Regions from separate parts of the Gossypium hirsutum genome. Here region 1 is linked to region 2. Evidence: chromatin contacts called from public Hi-C data. All regions are on one chromosome and are shown on one strand. Each heading gives the region's core, a stretch centred on a gene start, on an enhancer-like site or on the middle of the called end of the contact. The rest is flanking DNA. Distances are from core to core; before and after follow the strand shown. Region 1 holds the start of LOC121204489. Region 2 has its middle 21 kb from the start of LOC121204488.

What was found. Hi-C and Micro-C count contacts between places; a contact is called where the count stands out from the background.
Region 1: a contact with region 2 is called in a Hi-C map of leaf, with 2.2 times the contacts expected there. The contact joins the promoter of LOC121204489 here to the enhancer-like site in region 2. A contact is called at or near these places in 16 of 34 Hi-C or Micro-C datasets (callus, cotyledon, fibers and 3 more).

What each region holds. Positions count from the first base shown.
Region 1 is chrA08:106,105,299-106,108,171 of Gossypium_hirsutum_v2.1, reverse strand. LOC121204489 reads right to left here and starts at 1,365. Exons shown (of 2, transcript XM_041074339.1): 1 at 1,117-1,365; 2 at 213-731. The coding sequence starts at 1,364. The coding sequence ends at 455.
Region 2 is chrA08:106,020,646-106,023,365 of Gossypium_hirsutum_v2.1, reverse strand. No RefSeq gene overlaps it. Among protein-coding and RNA genes, the nearest start is that of LOC121204488, 21 kb to the right of the region's middle. Within about 2 kb of position 1,380, at least 5 of the 9 cell types and tissues checked have an H3K27ac peak or open chromatin away from gene starts, as enhancers often do. A contact at or near this core is called in cotyledon, fibers, hypocotyl and 1 more, where this site is marked.

The DNA.
Region 1 (2,873 bases), core at 116-2,615, 85 kb before region 2:
ACCCTAGCTAGATAAAACACTAGATCATATGCTTATCCAAATCATCCCGCTAGGTTACAGATGATCCAACATTTGTTAATGACTGTCAAATAGATTGGTATATTTTATTTGATGATCCAACATTTTCATGCACGAAAAACCTATATGAATATCTCATCTGTCATGCATCCATAATCTTACAAACTTTAGCCTAATTAGCAGTGGAACAAAGAGATCGAAAACAAAAGCTTAAAAACCTGTGCCAACGATCCAGTTTGAATATAATTACATTATTTTATTAACAAAACTTACCGAAAAAGTGAAAAAAAAAGCCATACTGCCAACAAATTCATCCATAACCCTGAAAAGAAACGCTGGATAACAACAACTTATGAACAAGTTTTGCTACTATCGACAACACACAAAGTTTTCTCGACACAAACTCTTTTCTTTTTCCTTTGGAAATTAAGTGTTTTTAACACATCACATCCTTGAGAAGCTTGTACCTGCGTGTCGTAGGCCTTGGAGAGGGCGTCCCACTGCTCTTTCCTTTCTGATCATCACCACTTTCGTCTCGATCCTGTAGCTTGATTTTGTCACCCGAATACTCGGATCGGTTTATAATTCCACTCTCGTTTCCAGTTGTTGGTTTCTTTGAAGACCTTCCTTGCCTCGAGTTCTTTGCTTCGCTTTGGCACCAATCACACAGTTCAATTGGTTCAGCGAACTCGCTGTAGTAATTACTGCAATACCTGCAGCCAGCATCAAGAGCTTGTTTAACTTTCGACCCATAAAATATAAATAGAATTTGAAAAAAAAAAAGTACATATGGCTATGATGAAAACATTAATATATTTTATATACGCTTTAAGAAGGAAAATATGATAACCCCTATGATTTCCATTCCGTCTAATACGAAACCATTACGTTTGGTGGTGGTTGTTGGGTGGTGCTTGGTGGAGATGGGTGTTATCTAACTGTGATGATGAACGATAAAATGAATTAAGGGTATCTAACTATCTATCAACCCATGATGATGATGATGATGGTGATGATTAGATATATGCATATATACACATGAAGATGGATGGACTATGATGATGGGGAACAGAGGAAAAAAAACAAAGAAATCCATACGAGTGTTGAAAGCGGTGGCGGCATTTGTTGCAGCGGAAGAGTTTGTCAGGAAAACCAACGTCGCCGCACATGCAGCATACAGTTTGAAGATCCACCATTGTTGATGGTGAAAAAAAAAAACTAAGAGAATATAAAGAGGAGGAAGAAGATTTGGTGAAAGAGAGTAAAAGAAAAAAAAAAAACAAAGAACAAGAGATAAATACGAGAGAACCATATGATCTATATATAAAGAAAAGAGTGATGGCCATAGAGTCGGTGTCTATCGAAAAAAAGTAATATATATTCACAGGTAGACCACAAGTTGCTTGCAGTCGTTTTCAGTTAGAGAGAGATGTTAACCTTAAAATTGATGTCTAAAAATGACTGTTATGTCCTGGGCTGGGCTTTAAACCTTTTAATCTATTTTTTTTTAAAATTTCCATCTTTTGTCCTCTTCCGGTTCTGTGCCTCCTTTTACTCCGCGCACCTCTTCTCTCCGGTCTCCCCACCATTATAACAAAATTTTGTGTTTATAGAATTTATAATTAAATTACCCTAATTTTATTTTTATTATTGTCTTTTATCTTCTGTCTTGTTCCACATAAATGAATTGGGTTTATGTTTACGGCATCCTATACAGTTAACTTATATTCTTTATAGTCTACGTATTTTATTTCGAAAATATATAGCTTGAGTTTTAAGATATATAATGTAATCGATAAAATAACCTACACAACAGGCACTATTATTAATTCACCTCTAAAATTATATTTATATAACTTGTTTTATAATAATTTATTATCATTTAACTCGTTGACTCCATATAATATCAAATATAAATAAATTTAAGATTTATACATTGTCAATGTATAATCATATGAAGTATCAATGAGTTATTAATAACAATTTTTTAAAATTAAGTTAAATGGTCGATTGAATCTTAACTTGATTGGCGTAGATTTTGTTGTCAATGTAAGAAGACGCAAGTTTGAGTGCGTTGAAACGTATTATCCTCCTATTTATGAGTTGGAGAGATTATGGATAGTTATAAGAATTGTGTTAAAAAGAACAGATACGATTTAAATCTATGATGAGGTTTATCGCTAGAGTAAGAGAATGTGAGTTTAAACATCTTAAAACGTGTTTATCCTTTTATCTAAAGATGAAAAAGAATTATAGGTAATTTTAAACAATTGTATAAAAAAACTATCCTGATAAGTTTTTCCTCAATTCTAATTTAGGTTAATACATATAAAAGATGTTAATGGCAGGGTTGTGCTAAACCTATCCCGTAAAGGCTTAAACTTTTTTGCTCAAACAAAAGGGGTTTTGAAAATTAGAAGGAAGGGAAAATCAATATGAACAGTGTTCTTGGACGGTAGATTCATTTTTTACTTAATTATTTGCATTTTTTATTAAAAAGAAAATAAAGGGTAAAAACTCCAAGTTTTGACTAAGTGGACTATGTCATGCGTGGGCACGTTAAGAGACTGGGTTGGCATTTTCGCATATGTTGGAAATAGTGAAAGGGAATGGGAAAATTGGTGATAAAGTACAAAAACTATTGAGTTTCATTTTTAGGCAGAAATTCAATGCAAACTTTCACCTCCAGAATTTGTTTGATTTTTCTGACTCCTCTTTCCGTAGCCTCCCCAAATAATAGGCTATCGTTTGTAAAAAAGAAAATATGATATTTCCAGTTTTTGTGGGTAAGTCCTAGCCCCTTTTATCAATCCCTCTCTAATTGCTAATCTTATTAACGATGACAGTTTCTCGCT
Region 2 (2,720 bases), core at 131-2,630:
TAGTGATAATTTGACAAATCTTTTTATCAATGCATTACCAACCACAACATTTGAAAAACTAGTATACAATGTGCGATGGCTCAAAAAATAATGTGATGTTACTATCAAAAGGAGTCTGAAACACGTAAATATCATTGAAATATCATTGAATGAATTCTCAAGCCCATTGAAATATCATTGATCCAACAAAGATTATTTATACAACATTTATGATGCAAATAAAAATTATTATGTAAAAAAAATAAACTTATAAAATTTTGATGTAAAAGGCAAATGGGATTTTGATTGTAATAGCAAGGTTGAGTTGTTTGAAATCGAAATGTTTCTTTTTTTTAAATCCTTTAAATTTATTTTAAATTTAAATTATGTAAAAAGATAAAAACATTTTTTTTTATATATTTTGTAAAAGGACTAGCTTATTCATCAATTGAATCGATACTCGCAACATCAAGTCGGATAAGAGCAAGAAACACAACTCCTGGTGGATCAGTACATGTCGCAGTCATGGCCAGAACCCATTTGACTTTTCTAAGCCTCTCTCAGGAACTGATCAATGAATGTTTCACACAGTTATGGGGCTGTTTAATATCCAACAACAGTTTACTTGAAAAAAAAAAAGAAAATTTCGGGAAAAGATTAAATCATCCATGAACAAAGAAATTAGTTGAAAAGTCAAAAAGTCATCCTCATGTCATGTTCTGACCAAAAAAAAAAAGATCTTCATGTCATGTATGTGGCCACAAGCTAAAGCGATCTTACCATAGTACGAACTTAATTACTGGTTTTCTTTTTTTCAATGTGATGTACGTGTGGGAATTAGGTATTTTGGCTGTTCCGATTTGCAATCAGCTAATTTTCAAGTGTCATTTTAATCGATCTATACCACTCAAATTGACATATATAACCCCCCCCCCAAAAAAAATGAAAAAAATGAAAAAGGGAGAAAACAGCATTGTGAAGTAGAAGTGAGGGTGGCTATTTGAACCAAGAGGTCGCCGACCTAACGTAACTTGACAGCAAAATGGTGGGTGTGTGCATCAGTGTGTAGTCGAAGGTGACACCTATTATGGGAGGGGGTCCAGGCAGCATCTTAAGGCTAAAATCCCCCTCTAAATTGGCACCTCTTTTTTCCCTTTCATTTCACAAATCAAGATCATGTGCCCACAAGCCCAACACCCGGTACTCTTGCTTATGTATTTCGGGCGATTTATACCGTACCGGCAACCCTTTTAGGTACAGAACAGAAAAACACCATTATGGAGGGAGACAGAGACGTACAGTTTTTGCAATAAAAAGTGGCTGCGTTTGGTGGACCCTGCGATACCCACCATCAAATTTGAGTCGTATCATGCTTCCATGAAATTAATTTCATCTACATATGAATGAGGTCCCCATACACCCACCATGTGAATCACAATCATCTGCTGGACTCACTACATCTGGCTGAGTGACAACTTGGGTCCAAACCCTGATTCTACCTAAACTCTGCACTTCCTACGAATTGGTACTTCATAACCTACACCGTGCTGAAATGATAAACATTTTCTCAATGCACTATACTGTGTAATCTACCCATCTATCCTTTGTTTTTCATATAAATAAGCTGAGGAGAGGCATGCAAAGATTATTGTCAGTGGAATGGAATTACATTAAACAAATGGCTGACAACCATCACAACATGTGCGCAAAATAATGAGGGTCCCCAAATCCCGAAGCCGATGCAAGCAAAAAGAGGGCTTCCAATGAAGTCGACAAACACCCAAGGGCCCAAGCTATTTGAACATATAGCTATTTCACGCCTCATGTCGGCTTAGTGCTTAAATACATAGAACCCCATGGTTACAATGGGGGTATGGACGAAATTAAAACGGAACTGTCAAAGATTTGTTTTTTTAACTAATTGAATTAGTTGCCCATAGTAGTAGGAATGAGAAAGTTATTATTTATTAGCATCTTAGGCTAAGGTTGGTTCCTAAATTATATAATGCTAAAAAAAACTCATGGAATTAATTTGCTAGATTTCTGGTTAATTAAATTTTTATTTGAGAATCTTGTAAAATTTTCCTAAATTTCATGCATAAATAAATGCTCTTTTAGGGTAATTAACTTTATTATTGTTGGTTGGGGATTGGGACACATATGGGTTGTTTAGTTAGAGCATGATAGCATATAAAATACCAGAAAAGAGGATGAAAAAGATTATTTTCTTAATTAATAATTAATACTAAGAAAAGAAAATCTTGTCTGCATAGCGAGTATCATAGTCACGTGCTCACAGGAATTGCGGTTTCTTGGCCCGTTAAATTAGTTGTCTAACTTGCGTTATTCGGGGTATTTATGAGGCCCATGTCTACACATTAAGTACTGCAATATTAAAAACATGCTCGGAAATAAATTCAAACCACATCATCAATTTTTATATGGGTAAACTAATTGTTCATCATTTTAAATTGGGATAGTTGTTATTATAATCATCTTAAAATTATTTTTTTTAATTTTATCATCATAGTTATAAAATTAAATTAAGAATATAAATTATTTTGTTAGTTCCTCTAAATAGTGGTTATTTCTATTTTGTTCATTCAAAGATAATTTTATTAATCTAGTCACAAATGTTAAAGAAATTGATCAAACTTGTCATTCCACTATTAAATGGTAACGAAATGTTAACCATGTGTTTTCACGTTTTGAAAAAAAGTAAATTAGCCTTTTTTTTAACA